Linked DNA regions of Oryctolagus cuniculus: region 2 is linked to region 1. A link is a contact called in public Micro-C data. All regions are on one chromosome and are shown on one strand. The core of a region is the stretch at or near the end of the contact, and the rest is flanking DNA. Distances in the headings are between cores, read along the strand shown. Region 1 overlaps TGFBR3 (transforming growth factor beta receptor 3). Region 2 overlaps LOC138850606 (a long non-coding RNA gene).

The links. Hi-C and Micro-C count contacts between places; a contact is called where the count stands out from the background.
Region 2: a Micro-C map of ear pinna shows a contact between it and region 1, with 4 times the contacts expected there. The contact joins two enhancer-like sites. A contact is called at or near these places in 2 of 6 Hi-C or Micro-C datasets (ear pinna and psoas muscle).

The regions. Positions count from the first base shown.
Region 1 is chr7:78,862,572-78,869,959 of mOryCun1.1, reverse strand. All of the region lies in intron 4 of TGFBR3 (transforming growth factor beta receptor 3), which reads right to left. Among named protein-coding and RNA genes, the nearest start is that of TGFBR3, 150 kb to the right of the region's middle. Within about 2 kb of position 4,084, at least 4 of the 8 cell types and tissues checked have an H3K27ac peak or open chromatin away from gene starts, as enhancers often do. A contact at or near this core is called in ear pinna, where this site is marked.
Region 2 is chr7:79,078,773-79,086,458 of mOryCun1.1, reverse strand. The region is part of intron 1 of LOC138850606 (a long non-coding RNA gene); the gene reads right to left. Among named protein-coding and RNA genes, the nearest start is that of CDC7, 39 kb to the left of the region's middle. Within about 2 kb of position 3,833, at least 1 of the 8 cell types and tissues checked has an H3K27ac peak or open chromatin away from gene starts, as enhancers often do. A contact at or near this core is called in ear pinna, where this site is marked.

The DNA.
Region 1 (7,388 bases), core at 2,835-5,334:
CCCCTACCCCTAGGCAGCAGCAACCAGCGCCACACACTCAAGGTCCAGGAATTTGGAACCAGAGCTCCTGCCGCTCCTCAGACACATTCCAGTAGGAAGAAAGCAGAGCTGCCAGGGGCCGTGAGGTGTCCTGACTGCAGGTCAGTGGAAATTTTCTGCTTCAGCAAGGGCTTGGTCAGCACGCCGCTCCTGCTGCCAGCTCTGTCGGCCCTGGGACAGAGCTGAGTTTCCGATGGTATTGTCCAGGTGTGACCGGCTCCTCAGGACCCGGGAGGCAGGCTGCCACAACTTCCACAGGACAGAGGAGGAAGCCTCCGAGAGAGAGAGACTGGCGACCTGCTCGAGGCCAGACACTCGGCCCTGGGCAAGGTGAGACCATGGGACTTCTCACAGCTGGCCTGGCTTGGACCCTGCCAGAAAGAGGACCTTGCTAACTTTCTAATCAGTAAGATTCGCCTTCTACCCAATGCCTGAGGTGTGTGTGCCAGACCAAAGAGAATTCTTTCCTCTTCCCTTCAACTACAGAAGGTGCCATAGCCTCGACCCCACGTTTGCTTCTTTGGCTGCTCCCCAGACACCACCTTACTCAGAGCTTCACCAGTTTAGTCTGAAATGTGGTGCTGGGTCAGCCCCAGGACTTCTGGGTGTAGTCTAACAAACATACTCTGAGGGTTAATTTTATGTGTCAACTTGACTGGGCTCCAGGGTGCCCAGGTAGTTGGCCAAACATTATTGTGGGCATTTTTGTAAGGACTTTTTGGAGAAGAGTCACATTATATCAGCGGACTGAACAAAGCAGACGCCCCCTCCCAATGCTGTGTTGGCTCATCCAACTGGTCGGAGGCCTGTGTAGAGGCAGAGGCTGGCCCTCCCCTAAGGAAGCGAGAATTCTCCTGCCTGCTGGCCCTCATGCTGGAACTGGGACATCAGACCTGCGGGCTTTGGATTTGCCAGCTTCCATAATCACACGAGCCAAATCCCTGTGACGAATCTCACTGAGCAAGGCCTCAGACCACAGCAGCTTTTGTATGATGAGCTGAACTCCGCTGTCATCTCATCTATGCTTCATACATTCAACAGACATCTACTGAGTACCTGCCTGCTCTGTGCCAAGCACCATTTTAGATCAGGACACAAAGTAGAAAATGTGGCAAATAGAACTCCCTGCCCGCATGGAGCTTACAGTCTAGAAGGGAATCCAGAGGAGCAAAATAAATAAATGCATGTGATGGCAAAGAGAAGAAACTGCGAGAGGGAAGGAGTACTGTGCTTTTAAGTACTGTTAGGCAGAAAGTCAGAGAAGTTAAAGACTGGAGCTAGCGTGTGGGGCAACGGCGTTAATCTGCCACCTGTGATGCCGCCAGCATCCCACATCAGAGCTATCAGAGCACCACTGGAGTCTCAGCTTCTCTGCTTCTGATCCACTGCCTGCTAATGCACTTGAGAAGTCACTGGATGGCCCAAGTGCGTGGGCCCCTGCACCCACATGGGAGACCGGGATGGAGCTCTGGGCCCCTGGCTTCAGTCTGGACAAGCCCTGGATGATGCTGCCAGCTGGGGAGTGAACCAGTAGATGAAGATCTCTCTCTCTCTCACTCTGCCTTTCAAGTAAATAAATAAATTTTTAAAGAAAAAAGTCTACAGTAGAACACAGGAAATAACGATAGCAAACCACATCAAACTAGAGCGTAAATAAAATTCTTCCAATATGAGAAAGGGCTGTAATCATTACATGGAAACTACATGTGCATATGGGAAAAATGGCCCCTCCTATTCTCTAGGCTCACCCCCCACAATGGTTCTCTTCTGCTGTGTGTTCTTCTCACACCAACCAATTCTCCAACTCTGCAGACACCCATTAGTGTCCCACCTTTCAATTGAATTCTGACCCTAGCCACCTACTGCACCTGGAGACAACATCAGAGCCCATAGGCTGAGGGCTCACTCAGGACCACAGGCGGTCCTTATTCCAGACACCAGCTGCATGTCCAGGATATAGACTGGCTACAATCAGAGGTCCCCACGACCCACTTCCTCAGCTTCAGCGGTTGGCTAGCGTGGCTCACAGACCTCAAGGGAACACTCTACCAACATCCACCTGTGTGTGCCAGAGGGGACATCTGAGGCAGAGCCAGATGGAAGAGGTGCATAGCACCAGCCACAGGGGCACAGGCTTGGGGCTTCCATGGGCTCTCCAGGAGCACCACCCTCCCAGCACCTCCACGCTTCACTCAGCCACAAGTTCTGCAAGCCTATGGCGGCTGAAGAGCAGGTAGACACCATTGGTGAAATTGGCAGCCACTGGTGATTGGGTCAACTCCAGCTCCATTTCCCTCCCCGGTGGGAGGATGTGCCGAAAGCTCTAGCCCTCAGTCGGACAGTTGGTTACCCAGGGACCAGTCCATCCAGAGCCTGTGCAGGAGCCCCCACTCAGCAGTGATCTGGCAAGTAAAGAGTAACCCACTGATCATGGCAGAGATGCCAAAGGTTTCAGGAGCTGTGGGCAGAGGAGGCCCCAGCCCCTCCTCCCCACCCCAGGTACTCGAGTCCATCCCTCACATAAGAAAGAAAAGAAAAGAGGAGAGGTGAGGAGGAGGAGAAGGAGGAGGAGGAGAAGGAGGAGGAGGAAGAGGAGGAGGAAAGGGGAGGGTGGGAAGGGGAGGGGAGAAAAAGGTCAAGACCAGGGACCTTCAATTTGGATGAAATGGCAGAAACTGCCAAGGCTATTTATTGCTCCACCCCACCTCCTCCGCGAGTTCTTGCCAAGCTACTATCCCATTTGTGGCCCTAATGTCTCCAACATTGTCCAGAAACCTCAGACCCTCCCCGCTGGCAATCCTGACCCCTCTTGTCCCTCCTCCACGCTGTCACCTGGGCAGGCTTTCTGAGAAGTATAGCCAGGATGATGCAAAACAGAATCTGTACACCTTCCACGTGGCACAAGCCCTCGCTGCACATCACCCACTCATGGACCCAGGACTCACCTCGTGGGACCACTCCCATTGCAGAACACACCAGGCAGACATACTCCTGGGTCTGCTCTCCTGTCTGCACTGCTCCATACTGCTCCTTAGCTTCCCACAAGTGTCACCTTCTCCAGGAAGTCCCCCAGGTTGCCCACCCTCCTCAGCATGCAGCTGCCCCAATGCATCCTGCACATGCCTCCAGTCCCTCCCCCCACTCACATGACCCGCCACTCCACCAGGACCAGCACCTCCAGGGCCTAAGAAGCAACTCGTTCTTCCGGCACAAGTGCTGGGTACAAAGCAGGGACCCGACACCTGCTGGCTGCAGGGAAGCGCAGAGCTGCTCCTTCCAGGAAAGGAGAGGCCTGCATTCTTCACTCCCCTTACCCAATCCCCCACTGCTTCTCTCACTGCCCAGGAAATGAGCTTTCGGCCAGGATTTAAAGCTCGTGATTGGATTTTTTCACCTAATAACTCTACCGAAAAACTAATTACTGAAGCCTATCTAGGAGCTCCACATCTCCCCCTACAAGCCACGGAACTTTCCTCCCGCACGCTAATTAGAAGCCAGTCCTCTGCCGTCCCCTGACAGGACAGACGTCTTCCTGTGGGAAGGAGCACCAAGTAGCCTGATCCTCAGCAAGGAGCTGCTGAAGGGGCACCCATGGAGCCTCCTACGCCCCACAAACTCCGGGCAGCGGGGCAGCAGCCCGAGCCACGTCCCCTCCTCGATGCTCCTCCCACTTGAAGCACACACGCCATTTGTATTTGAGATCCTGGTTATGCTACCAGATTTTTTTTTTTTTTTTTTAAAGAGCAGGACATTACTCTATCTGCCAGTGCTGGGAGTTTTATTACAAGAACTTACGGCTAAGGCAACGAGAGCCAAGTTTATTATTTTTTCTGGATCCGATTCAACAACCTCGTCCAAAAGTGCATGAAAAAAGCACAGGAGGCAAGCAGCGCTTTGTTTCCACACCTGTGTTGGAGCTGTAACTCCTGAGTCCTGAGCGGATCCAGGGAAGCCTCAGGGCTGGGCTCCCAAGCCTGATCAGGCCCTCGCTCAAGGCCATGGCCCTTTCCTGGAAGTGAGCGCCGCTGGTTTAGCACTTATCTCCGCACGGCGGCTGACTCAGGGCCTGGTGGCTGCATCACAGCCTAGCTCTGTGCCTCTAACTGGTTGGTCGTCAGTTGGGGGAGGGGCAGTGCCACTCTAGGCCTCATCCAGGCCTTTCCCCAGTCTCCCACCTCCTCGACCTCTCTCCCACAAAGAATGTTCCCAGAGGAACAGTTCCCACAGCAAGAGACCACGAGTGGCTGCTAAGTCTCATCTCCAGTTGCTCCTCACTCTCGTGGAGTCTACCCAAATATAGCCTTCCTAAGAGGCTCTGCTGAAAATGACAGCCCAGCCACCAGCTCCCCTCACCCCACCTCACGCTGTATGTCCATAGTGCTCGCCACCCTCTCGAGTAGCCTGTGGTGTATTTATTGTGCTCCATGCACTAGAAGGCAAGCTCCTCCACCTAACATCGTCATCTGCTTTGCTCATCCCACGTACTTCGTACAGTGTCTGATACAAAAAAGACACTCATTTGCTTAATGAACGGAATAAACCTGGAAGTCTAATTATAATTGGCAGAGCCTGCCTGAAGTTCTGTGTTAAGGAGGATTTTGAGGTCATTTACAGGAGTAGCGGAGAAGTGGAAGAAGTCGCAGGGTCAATCACGTATCTGTCAGGGCTCAGGGCTGCTATCTTCGCTTTTCAGTGCGGCAGCCACTGGCCATACGGCATCTGAAAGGCTGCTATGCAAACTGGCCTGTGTCGTGACTATAAAATGTATACCAGAGTTGGAAGATGTAGTACAAGAAAAAGCAAAACATCTGAATAGGTTTTTTTAATTAATTGGTTATACCTATATTTAAGTGATATTATTTCAGGTACAGTGGGTTAAGTAAGATCTCATTAAAATCAATTTCATTTCTTTTACTTTTTAAAATGTGGTAACAGAAGGCTTAGAATGATATATATGGTTCACATTCTATTTCTATTGCACAGCACTGCCCTAGCTCTTCCTCCAAAATGACCCTGAGGAACAAATCTACTTCTGAACTGATAATACCCATCCACCCACCCACCCATCCATCTTTTTGGTCTGGTCTCAGAACACAAACCAATGTCGAATGCTTTGATACATGTTGTGCCTCAAGTCCAGTGCTTCCCAAAGTGTGATGCTCAGACCACTGCATCACAGACAGTGCATTTAAGTTGTTACAATGCAGATTCCAGGGTAGTGCAGTGGATATGTAGGGTCCAGGAAACTACATTATAATCCTACCGCCACTGAGATTCCAGTGCACGCTTGAGGAACATAGCTCAGGACACAGGAATGAGCGTGATGTAAACTCCAAATAATCTATAGAAAGCTTGAATGAGATCGCTTGGAGAATAAACAAGAATCTTCTCCTCTGCAAAGGTGGACACGAAGCCAAGAGGGAGAGCGAAAAGCCAGCTCATGGATAGAGTCATCTTTTTGCACATTGGAAAATAAAGAAATTGGGCCTTGTGAAATAGAAGTCCTAGCTCCCCAATGATAAAGAAAAGCCTGCTGAGACCTTAGAGGAAAATCTGTTCCAGGAATCACACACACACACACACACACACACACACACACACTTCAGCTGTGGTCCATGTGGAGCCCAACTTATCAGCTGGATGAGTGCCTGTTATTCAGGTTACGGGCCCTGGGGGATGCTCTCACTCACATACCCAGCTTCACACATGGCCATGACTTTGACATTCATGCAAGTTCAACATCTGCACAATGAGGATCAGCTCCTCTCTGTCCTGCTCCACCTCCAGCTTTCACGATTCCCCTTCCCTTTTCCTAACTCCTGCACAAACAAATCTCTTTTTGGAACTGCCTGCCTAGGAAAATAGAGCAAAACAAGGAAAACAAATAAAGCAAAGAAAAACATACTGATAATTCAGAAACATCTGCCACGGCAAGAACTGGTAAGCCTGATTCTGTGCGGGGAGAGTAGGGACAGGGGAGAAAGACAGATGATAAAGGAGAACAGGCATTTCTCTAAAACGCAGGCTTATGTTGAAGTAGGGCCTGCAAACTGGCCTAGAGTTCCTAACAGCCCCCACTTAGAGCATTAAGGAGATTATGCTTTGATATATTCTGTGCACTCAAAATCCAGCGAAAACAAACCTACTGGAACAAGCATTGAAATATTTACCTCCCAAATGAGGACTGAACCCTATATTCTGAAAGAGGAAAATAACACGTTCTCTTTACTCAATTCCTGGGAGGACTTGCCTATTTCCTCCATAGCCACGTGATGTGAAATGGGACCTGAAACATGTTTTCCATTAACATATATCATGACTCAATGTTGTCTTTTAGAAGTTTTTTTAAAGAAATAATAACTTCCATGCCCATGAACCCGCATTCATAATTTGCAAAGCTACATATTCATGAGCCATGTGATTATGATATCTGCCAGTCATGCATTGAAGAAACACAAATCCATGCAACCATCTTTAAATTCTTAGAGGGTATTTTTGTTCTATACCCCAAACCAGATGGCTTTCTTCCAAGAAAATGACTTAAAACGTATTAGACTGTTGATTTTTCTCAAAACATACATGATGATCATCCTGTTCTTAATTATTTTTCCCGAGATAGGAAGAACTAAAGGACTGAGGCTGCCCTGTGAGCTTATCGCCTTCCATGTTCACACATGTCCAAGAAGAAAGCTCCGAATATAAACACGCACAGACTTGAACAGGAGCCAGGGTAAAAGCAATGCTCGCATCTCCCATGGACACACTGCAAGAGTGACACTCCATGTGAGCACGCAGATTCACAAAGAGGAGCTGAGGATCCCACTCCTAGAAAACAAACTCAGGGCCATAGGTTACCAAATTCATGAAACGCAAGCCACTTTATAAAACGGTTTTCCAAAACGAGTCTCAGGTGCACAGAGCTCCTCCCCAGCCTCAAAAAATGGATCTCCCACACTCCTTAATTCAGCCATCTTCATTTTCCAGTGTTAGTGTGGTGTTAAGAGGCACTGCCCTTGGGGGCTGAGGCTGTGGTGTGGCGGGTGAAGCTGCCACCTGCAGTGCTGGCACCCCCTATGGTGCTGGTTCGAGTCCCAGCTACTCCACTTCCAATCCAGCTCTATGCTATGGCCTGGGAAAGCAGTTGTGGATAGCCCAAGTCCTTGGGCCTCTGTACCCATGTGGGAGACCCAGAGGAAGCTCCTGGCTCCTGGCTTTGGATCGGCACAGCTCCAGCCATTGCGGCCATCTGGGGGAGTGAACTAGCAGAGGGAGGATATCTCCCTCTCTCCCTCTGCCTCTCTGTAACTCTGCCTTTCAAATAAATAAATAAATCTTAAAAAAAAAAAAAA
Region 2 (7,686 bases), core at 2,584-5,083, 220 kb before region 1:
TCCAGTTTTGTTGCTTTGAAAGTATGTCGTATTAAAACATATGTCACATCTGAGACTGTCTTCGCTCTGGACACCAGCTGATACATTAGTGAGTGAAACAGAGATACTTCCAACGTCTTGAACACTGAATGGGGACTGAGGTATTTTCACTGAGGTCTCACATTTAGAAGTTCTGCTGTCACAACTGGGAAACATTTTAATGCCTCTTGACCCTTTGTTGGTTAAAAAACAAACCTTTACTGGAGGCAGCATAACATAAAGGAGTCAGGCGAGGCTGGTTCTTCCCTGTACCCTAAGTCTAAGTATCCTCAGCTGCTAAGTGGGGCTTGGGGCCTTCCTCACTGTTCCCAGAAATACATGAGAGCAAGCTCATTAAGTACAAGGTTCTTTCTCCCCCATCCTCCATCTCAGTCCCCACCTATTCCTTTTGCTGTCTATATGGGGAGCATTGTTTGAGAACATTTTTTTAAAAGAATGTATGTATTTATTTGAAAGGCAGAGTTAGAGAGAGAGAAGGAATGCTTCCATTCACTGGTTTGCTCCCCAAATGGCTGCAATGGCAAGAGCTGGGCCCATCCAAAGCCAGGAACCAGGAGCTTCTTCCAGAGCCACATTCCAGTGCTTTTCCAGTGGAAAAGCAGGAAGCTGGATCAGAGGTGGAGCAGCTGGGACTCAGACCGGCACTTGTATGGGATGCCGGTACTACAGGCAGTGGCTTTACCAGCTATGCTGTCACAGCACCGGCCCCGAGAACATTCTTACTTTTTCCCTAAAATGACTTCAGCACACCAGGGCTTTTACATCCTGGAGTGAAAAATTGCCATAATCTGGAATGTTGTGTGTCTGAAGCTATACAATGCTGATTACCTATCCAGAGGACGTTGTGATGCCCTCTCTGTCCACCAGATGGCAGGAATTCCTGTGCCATGTTCTGGGAGGGAGCTGCTCTGTCGTGTTCGGGCGGATCTGTCAGTAAGACTAGCAAAAGAGCGAGGGTGCACAAACACGAATGACTCTTGACACGGCTTACAGTTTTTCTTGAGCTAGTGGTCACCTCCTTGTCTTTTCCAGCTACAAATGTCTCGGATGTGCTGTTCCCACTCCTCTGGGTTTTTGCATATCCTGTTTCTTCCCCCTAGAACACTTTTCCACCAAACCCCAGCCTCCTTCCTCTGGCTAATTTCTCTTCATCCTTCAGATCTCAGGTTGGGCATCAGTGTCAGGAGGACTCCCGTGCCCTGTCATTCTGAGTTCAGGATGCCACAGCCTTCCCTGCCCTTTGACCTCATCCTGCTTCCAACATCTGCGCAAGTGTTGCCTCCCTGGGGCCAGTGTTGTGGCACAGCAGATTGGGCATCCCATATTATCACATATCCCGGCTGCACTGCTTCTGATCCAGTTCCCTGCTAATGTGCCTGGGAAAGTAATGGAAGATGACTCAAGTATTTGGGCCCCTGCCACCCACAAGGGGGACCAAGATGGAGTTCCAGGCTCCTGGCTTCAGCCTGGCCCAGCCCCAGCCTTTGTAGCCATTTGGGGAGTGAACCAGTGGGTGGAGAAACTGTGTGTGTGTGTGTGTGTGTGTGTGTGTGTCTAACTCTGCCTTTTAAATAAATTGAATGAAGTTCACCCCCCAAAATGCCTCCTCAAACAGCCCTTCCAGCTTGCTTATTTATCATGTCTTATACTGGCACCTAGGACAATGCTTAGGACAATTAAACACCCAAAACCTTTTGGTAAGGAATGACTGTTCTTATAGCACACTATAGCCTCCAATCAACACTGCTTCGGCCCTTAAAACACTATACATGGTCAATCCTTCTTGTCGATACGCCCACTAGATTATGAGTTCCATGACAACAAAATCATTTTAATTCATGCACCATTGTATCTCCAGTGCCTGGCCCATAATCAGGCCTCAATAAATATATGTTGGAAAATGAGCACACAGTTAAACTACACAAATGTACACAGTATAAATAAAATAAAGTCAATTGTTTTTTGAGGAGGTCGGTGACACAGAGGAGAAGAAATGGTGACAGGGACCGTTCTTTGCTACAGTCGCACCTGTGTTCAGAATCAGGTGTGATTTTGATAGCAGTTGTATTAAATACGTTTAATGATGGCTTGATTTTCAACGAGCGAATTTAGAATTAATGTCGTACTCTGTAGGAAGTTAAACATGGTTTGCAGAGTGAGAGTCTGGGGAGGCTCCAGAGGGTTGGGAGAGATGGTTATGAGCAGCCATCTGGTGAGCAGATAGTCTCACAAAAATATGCAGCCTGTGTGGATTTAGACAGGTAGGGAAGAGAAGTGAGGCTGGGCTGTAACATTCAGAAAAAGACTCAGATTTGAACACAAGAAGAACATGGGAGGATGTGCTGTGGGTCTCAAGTAGCAAACAGTGCTCACATGAGGCCTCTGAGGGTCTCTGGGAACAGGGAGGTCCTGCCATCTGTCAGCCAAGAGGGGCGCTGGCCACTTCCAATCCAATCCAATCCCAATAGATTATTATTTTTTAAACATTAAGATGACAAACAGATTTACGAAAATGGTTTTTAAACCCTCTCATTTAACAAACTACCAACATTAACACAGAGGTTATGGGTTTGTGTATGAGTATTAATTTGGGCTACTTGGCATTAGTGATATTCAACTGTTTTTGACCTAGCAAATCAGCAAGTTTGTAGGAATCAACCTCATACAACCTTGTTTGGAGACCAATGCGAGAGGGCTGTTGCCCACAGCGACTGTGAGGGCCTAGCAAAGTCCTCTTTCACCCCTCCACCCGCCCTGGCTCTCTCAATACTGGCTATAGCCTTCAAGGTTGAGGGCATCCCACCCGTGTAGACATGTGAACTCACCCTGTAAGCACAAGAGTTCAAGCTCCTTGACCCAGCAGTGATGGGAACACCAGACTGCGAGAAAGCTAAGTTCTACAGATGAAGCTGACGGATTGAGGGCAAGGAGACACCTGATTCTCTGTGTGAGTCTTTCCAAGGGCAAATGCTGGAGCTTCTAAGTCCACAAGTCAAAGAAAACGCAGCAGTGCCTGATGCAGGGGGGAGGGGGGCTGCAGAAAGGTTGGTTGATGGCTCCTTGTCTGTGTCGCTTAACTGATGGTCTCACCCACTCCCTGCTGCTGAGGGTGAGACTAGTTCTGTTTGACTCACTGTCCCCAACTTCAACCGGGAAAACAGCATGCAACAGCTCCAGGAGCCCTCCCTGCCCTCTCCCCCTGCACCTGCACATTTATGTGTCTGCTCTCCTCCCTCCTTCCCTTCCTTGCCTTCTCTGCTTTGCCAGCCTTCTCTGTCTCACATCCCATCAGGCTCTGTGCCTCCTGTACCCCTGCTAACCCCTGGGTAGTAAGGGAAGAGAGCAATGCCTTCTCCTACCCCCCCCCCCCCACAACAGGTCCTAAGCTCATGTGCACCTTGTGTTCTCAATAAATTTAGCAGCGTTGTTTTGCTCATTCCGGGGAGACCAAGATGTTTGAATTCTTCTCACCCTCTCATTACCATGATGTGAGATGGATCCAAATATGTTGCAACAGCATGGCCTTAGGCCTGCAGCTCTTGAGTTATGAAATGTTGCAGCAAACTCTCCTTGTATAGCAATGTTATCAGCCAAGAACTCTATCCTTAACCCTATCCCCGAGAATTCTAGAGTGCTTCCTCCTGGCTGCGCTCGCAGACTTCCAGAAGGTTCTCTCTGACAGAACCAACATCTGAAATCTTCGTAGGAGTATGGTCAGACTGCTCAGGCAGTTTCTTTGTTCCTTCCCAGATGCTGTGCTTGCACAGTCCATCCAAGTGGGGCGTAGCAGTGGTGCAGGAATCCCCACAACCAGTTCTTCCCTAATTGCACACTTAAGGGGTGCCAGATGTTTGAGTTGGCAGCTGGGCTGCAGGAGGTGGAAATATGAACATTGTGTTTCTTTCCACATGGAATCACGTATAGTTTTTCCAGCATATGATGCGGTTGCCGTAGGAAGGGAAATCTGGACTTTCGCTTTCTGGATATAAATTTTAGGGCCTCTCTGCACTTCGTACCTCTTTGGGAGGATCACTTCCATTATCCTGCCCTGCATCGTCATGATTTGTATGCCTATCTTAGCCTTGAGTGGTTGCCAGGGCTGATTAATTTTCACATCCTGACCTCATCTGCTTCCTCGCCCAGTGTCTATCTAGCATAGTACGTGGCACGCAGCGTTCGATAACTATTGAACTATAAAATTTGTTTTGCTTTGGAGCTGATTTTTGTCCAACCCTCCTGCTGGCCAGTTTTATTTGGAAGACTTAGTATTTAATACATTAGAATGATGCCTGCAGGAGACTCAAGTTGGGGTGTAAGCTCAGCTCTCAACATTTCCAGTTTCTTCGGGAAACTAATCCACAGGAATGGTTCCCCAGTGATCACATCAGTGTTGTATGGCTCCCCCTACCTCCCAGACACATCCTGCCATAGCTGCTGGGGCCAGAGGTTATATCCAACAGGCTGGGCCACTCAATTGACTCTCCCAGGTAGTTGAAACTTTAAGGAAGTAGGTGTGAGCTATTAAAGACTGGGATCTTGAGAGAAGATTTAAAGATTATCACTGGGGCTCTCTTTGTTCCCACGGCACCTGTGGCCTGGTCCTTGCGCTCCTCTTTCGGTTCCATGAGCTGCTGCAGCATCCTTCTGGGAAATCCCTTTTGTGCCCAGGTTGACCAAGGTCTGTTTCTGTTGCACACACCTAGAGGCCCCGGCAAGTGCAGTGGTTAAGAAGGGGATAAAGAAGCCCGCAGGGCTTTGGGATCTGACACTGCCTTTACTGTGCTGTGTGATATAGGACAGTCACGAACCACTCTGACTCCTGTGTTTAAATATGTATTATCCTGGCGCCATGGCTCAATAGGCTAATCCTCTGCCTTGCGGCGCCAGCACACCGGGTTCTAGTCCCGGTCAGGGCGCCGGATTCTGTCCCGGTTGTCGCTCTTCCAGGCCAGCTCTCTGCTGTGGCCCAGGAGTGCAGTGGAGGATGGCCCAAGTGCCTGGGCCCTGCACCCCATGGGAGACCAGGAGAAGCACCTGGCTCCTGGCTTCGGATCAGCGCGGTGCGCGGCCGTGGCGGCCATTGGAGGGTGAACCAACGGCAAAGGAAGACCTTTCTCTCTGTCTCTCTCTCTCTCTCTCACTGTCCACTCTGCCTGTCAAAAAAAAAAAAATATGTATTATCACCAGGGATTCGGAACAATGCTGCAGAGAGTGAGCTGAAGGAGGGGTGGACTCAGAAATGGCCAAAGGAAGCTCCTTCTGAGGACGGGCAGTGACTCCCGACTCCGGTGAAGAAAAGCAAGCGCCTTTTTGGGAAACAAGAAATTCTGCTGGAGCATGGGGTTCCTCTTTTACAAAATACAGGTTTTATTATTACTTATGCCCTGCAAAGCCAGCAGATTCGGAGAAGATGGTTATTGAAGACAGTTTGTTGCACTCCCGGGTCCCTTGGGAAGGAGGCATCAGCACAGGGGCCAGGTGGGTGAGCACCGGAGCCATGAAGCAGGCAGGAGGAGCAGGAAGAGACACAGGCAGGGGCCCTTATGGTGCTCTCCGTGGGGAGGAAGGAGCGCGGCAGGGTCAGCCGGTTGCAGTTTAGCTACTTTGAGTAATTTCAGTCCACCCAGGGCATAGGGGCGACCCCTTCTTGTTTGGTAACTGGCCCTGGGGTGCTGGGGTGATTGGGCAGGGGACCAGGAGCCCCGAGGGTGAGGCCTGGCTAGAGGAGGTGTTTGGAGGGTGGGCTCTGAATTGGTTGGTTTGCCTTCCAAGAGTTCGCTCAAGGGCTAGTTGTTTACAGTCACTAGGAACTGGCTAATCCTGAGAGGCAGAGCTCCTCCATGCTCAGCAAGGCTCCAGATGTCAAAGCATCAAAATAGGAAAAAATAGAGAACTTGGTGAGTACATTCCTGTAGGAGAGGAGCAGGACTTGCAAGAGGGAGCAAGAATGGGTCTGGATCACAAGGGACCACAATGGAAAGCAAAGACATTTGGGTTTCTCTACAAATGGTGTTCTGCAGCTCTCTGGAGGACTTAGAAGGATTTTGTTCTCAGTGTTGTAAGAACTGTCTGTTACGAATATGACTCTGGTGTCTTTGGACAGGATGGGTAGAATTTAAGAATCAGATCAACAGGACCAGATGTGGGGTTGAGGGGAAGATGAGGATGAAAAGTAACTCTAATATTTCAAACCTTTGTGATTGGAGGAATGCATTTGTCTCAACAGATACAGGTGTCTGGAGGAGAAGGCATCTCCGGCTGGAGACAGGAGATAAGTGGGATTAGGTTGGATTTCAGAGATGTGGCTATGACCATCCTTGTCCAACAGACAGTTCTCATTTATTGCTGCCTTGTGTGAGTGTCTGGCACTGTGTGTGTCTCTGTGTCTCAACCCCTTAAAGCTTTTGTGTCAGAAGAACCTTATGTGTCTTACTGTCTTTGTCCTTCCCCAGTACCCAACACAGAATCTCGTTCCTCTGGTCCTGGCCCCTTGAGGGATTATTTCTCAGCAGATACATCCACCAGGACTTGTCCACCTGAGAAAGGAGCACCCTGGGCCCTGGACTGCCTATCAGAATCCAACGATGTCACAAAGTTACACACCCAGGACATGAACGAGAGACTTAAGTCCAGAGGGGAAGAATGTTCTTTTAGCTCTTTCCTGGAGCCAAAGTTTTAAATCATTTTTGAGATTTAATGATGGTAGGAAAGTCCCTAGTGAATCAGAGACATTGCCTACTTGCGCTTTGTCACTATCAGCGTTAGGCAGCCTCTTGCATCTTGACTCCTACCAGACTTTGTTCATCTGAGAAGCAGACAATTCTAAAGCCGTTAGAGCCTTCCTGTTCCTCTCCTCATTCTCTTAACCTTGTCTCCCCTCTGTGCTATAAGGTGAGGACACGCTGGTGAGCTGGCCCACCTGTTGAGATGAATGGGTTCCAATTTATGCTTTAGACAGAAGAGGCAGATGGTCAGTGACCGAACTGGATCAGAACTTCTCTGGAGTATCCTAACTCTACTACCAGAAAATGGGAATGAGCGAGCCCCAACAATGGTGAAGACGAAAGCATGGATGCAAAATGTGAAATGGCATGATGAAGCAGGAAACAGCTAGGAGGAGGAGACATAGAGGAAGCCTCGTTTATGAAGAGTCGCCCATGCCAAATGCCTCGGGTCCTCTCGCCAACCACTCCCAAAGTGCCATGCACCTCTATTGTTACACCAACAGACTTTGGAACATGTGTTCAATGCCTCTCTTCCCACCGAGGTCGTGTCCATTCAGACAAGGCATATACAGGACCTGTCTTGTTCACATCTCTATTCTGGTTCCTAGAGTTTTAGGGAAATGGTGGTTTCTTGGTAAGTATTACAAGAGTGAATAAATATATACAGTTAGCCCTAATCATGCTGCAAATACTATCTCTGCTGGACAAAAGTTGAGGCTCCAAGGGATTTAGTGACTCACCTGTCATCACCCAGATGGCTGAGAAACAGAGGCTGTGGGGGTGTTCTTTCTATTCCTCATGAATGTCCCCAAGCAAGGGCCACAGCCATGTTCTATGTCTGTTCTTTGTAACACAAATGAACAACAGCTAACTTTAGCAAAATACAGAATTGTTAAAAATTATTTATTTGACAGGCAGAGTT